2 separate regions of the Gasterosteus aculeatus genome follow, and region 2 is linked to region 1. A link is a contact called in public Hi-C data. All regions are on one chromosome and are shown on one strand. Each heading gives the region's core, a stretch centred on a gene start, on an enhancer-like site or on the middle of the called end of the contact. The rest is flanking DNA. Distances are from core to core; before and after follow the strand shown.

Region 1 (3,642 bases), core at 370-2,869:
AATTTTTCTCCTACGTACATTTTGTTAGCAAATCCATGCGGTGCACACAGTGAACAGTCTGCACACTAAAAACAGTCGTGCTTCAAAATAATTACATAATAACATCTCGGTGCATTTGTTGTTCTTTTCTCCCCGAAGTTCCATATCATTTTTACAATCAACACATTACGCATTAAAACGAGCTCGGGAACGAAACCGCCGGACTCACAAACACACAAAGAGTTACAAACACGATCCCCCCGTTTCCCCGCAGCGCATGCACCGTGCGCGTCCAACGCATCCTCCTTTTTCTCCTTATTTCCCGGCACCGAACGGCGTGTCTCCGAGTTGCTCCCTGCGACCGAGCAGCGCGCAGCGACTGCAGAAAACCGCCGCCGATGCGAAGGGGATTCGAACCTGAAACGCACCAGACTACACTACAGCGCCCACTACGTGCGACCCGGCCATTGCGACTGCTGGAGCCCTGCACAAAGTTCCTCCATCCGGGCGCAAAACTTTAAAGTTTACCCTCTTCTGGAGGGCAGCGTTTAATTCTTTTTTTTTTTTTCTCCTCGCGAGAACACCGGCGTTTTGACACTTGAGAAGGTTTTAAAAAAAGCGGATACGTGTTTTTTCCTGGCGGAAAAGTAATCGTTACGGAAAACTATTGATAACAGCGACAGTCTGTATAGGTACATAATATGGCAAAAGGGAAGAAAAGGGATGTTGCACCTACTCGTGGCCAGTTTCCGTGCCCTGCCTTTGGACCTCATGGTGCCGGTCTCTCGGAGTAGGTTTGTTTGGATTTTTTTCTTGGATGTTTTTTTTGTTGTTGTTGTTTTGTTTTCGTCCTTTTTTGTTTTCTCTCTGTCCTTTTTTCGCCGGGTTTCTAAATCCAAACGCGCTATCTCTCCAGCATTGTCAGTCTGGACACCTTCGCACATGCGCACAGCAACGAGATCTGCCGGCAGCAAGTGACAGAAAAAAAAGAAAAAAAAGTTTGGGACGATTTATCACTTTTGATATCAACCTGATCCGGTCAAGATGGTGTGAATCGTGGACATCTCCCTTTTCGTGGCAAGAGTTTTCCGACAAAACATCGCACACTGCAAAACAAAAACAAAAAAATGTCCGACGTTGTGGAAGCCTCAGATTTCAGAGGAGTGAGGAACTTTCTAATTGAGATGCGTCCCCCGCAGCGTGCACTTATTTCAGGACGAGGACCTCGCAGCCGAAGGCAGCAGAAGGCAACGCAACACAGTTCACATTGAGAAAAAAACAAGTTGAACGTCGCTAAAAAGCAATGCAATAATCATTTGTCGATATTTTCAAAGTAAAAGAGGGAAAAAAAGTTCAACAATGAGCGCCACATAAAAAGCTCTGGGTGTAGTTTTTTGTGTGTGTTGCAGTGCAGCAGCGCGGAGCTGCTCTGCGTGGAGGACATTTATTACAACGATCCTTGTTCTCAATCTTTACTCTGCACCTTTTCTCTCCGAGGGAAGTCACATTAATCAACGTTCACCTAAATTACCAATGCTGCATATAGTCATTAAAGATTTTATATATTTTAATTGTGTTTTTGACCATTATACCGAGCACTGGGAAATGAATGACCCCCCCCCCCACCTCCCTCCTTCCTCTCCCGCTTGGGCACCCGACTGACAGCCCTAATATGAGTGCAGGTTTTCTTTCCTCTCTCTCTCTCTCTCCCTCTCTCTCTCTCTCTCTTCCGCTTTGTGCTGACAATAATTAATATGTTAAGTGCTCAGAATTAATGCCCGTTTGAGACGTTTCTGTTGCAATGCGTACATTTCATCACGTGGTAATTGCTCAGGGCTCGAAAGGGATGTTTTCACTTGATTTGACTTTGAAGGAGAACATCGCGAAAGAAAGGAAAGAAAGAAGAACTACTTGTGTCCGAGTCTTCGTCTTGGTGGTTGGAATAATGGTTGGCTTCGTTTCGTTTAGGGTTGAAAGAAACGGGCCACACTCTTTAAGGCACTACATGTCAATACAACTCTGTTATCACATAAACACTGTATAGTGGTCATATATTTAACAAAACAGAGTACCAGTAGATACAAAAACCGCAATCCCACTACTGCTAAAAATATATAGATATCTGTTCCCAAGCATAATCACAGTAATTGGCAATTAATTAGACGCGCGTGAGATCATGTTGACCTTGTGGATGAACTCGAGCTATCGATTCTCAACTGTGTTGAAACTGATCCAGACATCATGCCCTGGGAAAAACAAACATATAAGGCCCGAGGAAAAAAGTTCATATGAATGGAGATAAAAGTCTCAAAGTCAATATTAGCAACAATAGCAAACAGACAATAAAGACGATAAAACCCCCAAAGTGCCAAATCCACACATACAGACGCACTGACGTCAGAGCGGTTCGCATGTATACTTTATTGTATCTCACTCTACCTTCATTGTAATGACACCCTGGATTTTATTAAGCGGGAGTGCGCGAGAAGATGGTGCGCGCGCGCGCGAGAGAGAGAGAGAGAGAGAGAGAGAGAGAGAGAGAGAGAGAGAGAGAGCTTCAGGCGGCGTGCTCAATTAGCCTAAATGGAAACAGTTTTCATTCCCTGCAATAAGTAACCCCCCCCCCCCCCCCCCATTCCTCTGAAGCACTTTCTCTATACATATATTTTATTATGATACGCTGAACCCGGTGGCAGCGCGCAGCGCCGCGGACATCCCCAAAGCCCCGTGGATTGTAATTATTAGAAATTAATTGGGTTCGAGACCCACACGGTTGCAAACAGAACATATTGCCCCAACTCTTTTATTTTCATTTAAATTGACCCACACATATATGGTACCAAACTTTATTCATTATTGTTTATCGCAAGGGCACCTCTGTTAGAAACAAGTTGTTATGTATGTTTGCTGCGTTACAGTAGCAGCGTGGGCAGCTGTTAAGGGGTTAAAAAACATAACATGATCTGTATTAGGGGCCGTGAAGGCGGACTAAAAGTGAAAAGGGAGCCTCCGGCACAAGGAAATTACCAGCGCCAGCCTGACCTTTGAGCAAGGTAATCAATCAAGTGATCAACGGGGATATTTATCACTGCTTTGTTCAACCAAACCTGTGTGGAAACAAAATAAAAAATGGAAAATGAGAATATTGATATTTTGGGAGCTTGCATTGAATTATTAAATTCAACAGACATACATTTCTTCACAATACACAATTATAATAATGTATATTACAAATTCTGATAATGAAATCTGGTCAAAATATGCTGAATCAAAAATAATCTAATAATTTACTGAAAAAATAGGTGAAAAATTGCCACATTTGACCACTGTAGGCCCACATACCTGTTAAGTGTTTTAAATCTGCTGAATCTTAGAAAAATGCCGGAAACATGTGGTCAGTCTGGGCTTGATTTGCTACAAATTATTTCACCTATTTATTACAATAAATTCCTGCTCATCCTGTTTTTTTTATTATAATAAAATGGATTTTGAAACCCAGGAAAATATAAATGATTAAATCCATTATGTGCTACTCGTGTGTGGAGTATCAATTTGTGAATGCTTCCAGAGATGCTTATGAAGACAATGTTTGAGTTGACATTATCGTCTTTTAAAAATGGGCCGTTAAAGCAGAGAGCAGTGAGAGACGGGTATTCCTGGCAA
Region 2 (3,694 bases), core at 238-2,737, 97 kb before region 1:
AGGGTTTGAGGGGCGCGGGTGGCAGCGGTGGTCAAAGGCTAAAGTTGGACACAAACAGCAGGTTGCAGGATGAAGTTAAAAGATTTAATGAGTTTATTATTTTCTCTGAATCCTTTTAAATAATTTTGCATAATAAAGAATAATGAATAACTGCTGAATCGTGTGGAGTTTCTCTACCTGTTTCTATTTGTAAAGGACTAAATTCAAAGCTGGAGAACCAATTGAATCTGTAACTTAAGTCCCATTTGATTCAAACAGCTGGACATTTAGTGACAAAATGTTTCAGAGCCAAATAAGTTAAATTCTTCATTTCTATTTCCACTTTGCAACTTTGTGAGGAATTGTGGCCAAAGAGAAGACTGTATTTGACTGTATTGGGGAAAAAAACGTTAATATTTAATATTAATATTTGTTGAAGATGTCCTCTGCAGCTGCTCTAATGCCTTCACAGACAGGTTAAAAATGAATTACGGGAGAGAAGGAGAGAAGGAAATGAGAAGAGGGATTCCGATCTGTTCCTCCAATAAGACGTTACAGGCCTTTTCCTCTCTCTCTCTCTCTCTCTCTCTCTCTCTCTCTCTCTCTCTCTCTCTCTCTCTTCTCGCTCATTGCTTCTTTTTCTCACTCCTTCACCCTCCCGAGATTGGCCATAAAGTTTTATGATAAACAGAACTGGGTCAGGAATAAGAGGACAGAGGCCAGTTTTACTGTCTCGGCTGAATTGCTGCTTTAAAAACAACCGAGACCCAAATGACCATCGAATCACTGTCTGCTGTTGTGACCTCGTCCTCAAAAAAAAATAAAAAAATTGTGCAATAGTGGAATAGTTGGCAGAATTTGCCTCCGAGGGAAGACTTTGGTGTTGGGTTGCTCGGCCTGTGAAAAGGTGCTGATGGGACTCGTTGTGTAATGTGTGGTTTCGGGCCGGGCCTCGATTCAGCACTTCTGCGCGGCAGTAAAAAGCCGGCTGGGATCAGCTAGGTGTGTTTTAACGTTTCCAGCCCCAGAATGAGGAGCGCGGGGAGTCATCGGACGCGCAACCAACGATTCCCGGGCGCGGACAGCGTGCGCGCAGACACGCGCGCTCAAGTTCACGCATGCGTCCATGCATGTGGAAACCGGCAGTTTCAGGTGTGTGTGTGTTTGTGTGCGTGTGTTTGTGTGTGTGCGCGCACTCCAGACGACACAATGAAACACTTCTTCACACTCACCACGAGTCAATGCAAATAAAAAAGAAAACTCGTAAACGCGCACACACAGACGCACACACACTCGCACACACACACACAAACGCTATCAAAAACTGACAGCCGCTTAACAGGACCCCCCCCCCCCCCTTCCCCCTCCCACTCCGTTCATTTTAAAACATACAGACAGGCATTGTGAGGCGCTACAATGTTTTCAAAAAACACCAATGTCGGCCGGAAGGCTTAAAGACGGTACATTGTGGCGTGTTGTGACAGTGTGTAGTACTTAACAATCGCCTCATCACAGCCATGTCCGTGACCTGTCGGGGCCTTACACGGCCACCGGAGCAGAACCGCGGCGATGACAGCGGGTCTCGCCGCCATAGAAAAGCTCTCTCCGCCTCTTTTAGAGGAGAGCCGGGAAGTGCTTCGAGGAAAAGCTCTTCTACTCGTTCTTCTTTCCCCCCCCCCCCCCCCCCCCGTGCTGTTGGTGAGAAAGATCGTGGTCTCCCCTCTCCCCTCTTTACCGCGAGGGTTGAGACACGCGCACGAAGGGCGGGAGATTCGTTCTCGGGGAGCGTTGAGCTTTTTGGCCCCTTTAAAGATCTCCAGGTGATTTTTCCGGCGCCTAGATGCGTCACTGTCATGTAACAAATCCGACAGGCGACGCTCAACAGGTAATCCGGGTGGACCACCGGCGTGTGAAGCGATGACAAGCGTGCACGCCGAGATGACGTCTTTTCATCCGGGGGTCGAGCGCCACGCCACGCTTCCATGCACGTGTCAAATCGAGTTTAGCCTTCCCGCCTTTGCTGCAAGGTCTCCGGTGTCGAGGAGAATTCGGGATTACCGAGGTGAACAGGCCCCCATGTGCGCGGCACGCACCTCCCCCCCCCCCCCCCCCCTCCCCTCCCCTCCCCGCCCCGCCGGGGCAGCCAGGTGAGCAGCTAAAAGACTGTGGACATTCCTGGCGTGTCTTCCGAGTTTATATCGCTAAGCGTGACCGGGAAGTGTGTGGAACGATCATCTCGGCGGGCCGCCTGTGATCCTGCCCTGTGGTCCTCGCACGGCAGAAGCCAGAGCACAATTTAAAAAAATGAAAACACACGCAGATAGCGAAGAGTTTCTGCGGTTCAGCGTGGGGGGAGAGGTGTGTGTGCGTGTGTGTGTGTGTGTGTGTGTGTGTGTGTGTGTGTGTGTGTGTGTGTGTGTGTGTTAGGACTGAAGGCAGGGTGGGCCAGATGCTCGTGGGAGTATCTGACTTGGATCATGATAATACCTTTTAACACAACAGCACGCAGACAGGACAACCGTCGGAACAATACAGGGGGGAAGCCTTCTGACATCAGAAGCAGTTTTTAAGGGGCTTTTAAATGACTTTCAGCAGACAGCGAGATTCGGGCACATCACCATGTGGGAGTTTGAAATCAAGACCCCCACCCCCCCCCTTTCTCTGTCTATCTCTTTGTTTTTCTTTTCGTCAGATCATATCCATCTTGTATTTTGTTGAGGCGGTCGAGCCACGTACCTGGTCGCCTATCTGGCACACGGTCAGGTTATGCTGCTTGGCCGCAGGGGCAAACTGGATGTGCTTCAGCCAGCTCCCGATATCTGGCTTGCTGGCATCCACGCAGAATTTTACATGGCCTGACCTGTCCAAGATCTGCAGAGAGAGAGAGAGAGAGAGAGAGAGAGAGAGAGAGAGAAGGGATGATGGAGGGAGGGAGGTAAGGGAGGGGAGGGAGGGGAGGGGGGTTCAGACTTTGATCAGTATCAGTCCAGGTTACTGTGTCCAAACACTGACTAACCACATACCTCCCACAAAGAAATAAGACTCAAATGTTAAGAGCTGGTCTGTGGTACAACACATACACGCGCACACGCACATGCACGCTATGCACAAAAACGTACAAATTCCTGTACCCACATGCAATTTGTGTACATTAGGAAGGTATTTTTAATGACCTAAAAAGTTCTTTGAAATATAAAAATGCGTGTGTGCCGTTTTTAAATATTTATTATCAGAATTTTCCACAGCAATTTTGGATTGAAAAAATATATATATATTTGATCACTACCACAAAATAAAAAATCTATTATATAACGGTGATATTAATTTTTTTATTCAGCTTTGAGGAACTTTTTCAAGGGAAAATAACATTCCCATTGCCGCACTAAAAATGTCAAGTAATGGTTTCCTGCAACAATAAATCACAAAAAACAAAACTAAAAAGCCCTAAAAATATATAATCAATAAATATATAAGATAAGAAAAAAATAAACAAGAATGGAAAAATATGTCAGTCTGGTATCATGTTGTATAGAGAGTTTTATAAATGTGGTGCTAAATAGTTCTGGATTTGTTTTATTTAGAAATGCTGACGTTTGAATTCGTTTCTGAAAGTGTGGTTTCATCGAATTAAATAATAATCTATACTGATTTAAACAGTTTGATTTGATTAGACTTCATAAATGTGTATTTAAAATGAAATAAATTAGACCCAAGA

The links. A called contact is a pair of places that touch in the nucleus more often than the background predicts.
Region 2: a contact with region 1 is called in a Hi-C map of skeletal muscle, with 4 times the contacts expected there. The contact joins the enhancer-like site here to the promoter of mecom in region 1. A contact is called at or near these places in 3 of 6 Hi-C or Micro-C datasets (skeletal muscle, tail fin and whole body).

The regions. Positions count from the first base shown.
Region 1 is chr1:6,191,805-6,195,446 of fGasAcu3.hap1.1, reverse strand. mecom (MDS1 and EVI1 complex locus) reads right to left here and starts at 1,619. Exons shown (of 17, transcript XM_078098359.1): 1 at 716-1,619. The coding sequence starts at 923.
Region 2 is chr1:6,288,319-6,292,012 of fGasAcu3.hap1.1, reverse strand. mecom (MDS1 and EVI1 complex locus) reads right to left here. Exons shown (of 17, transcript XM_078098359.1): 3 at 2,716-2,850. Among protein-coding and RNA genes, the nearest start is that of LOC120827763, 50 kb to the left of the region's middle. Within about 2 kb of position 1,487, at least 1 of the 9 cell types and tissues checked has open chromatin away from gene starts, as enhancers often do.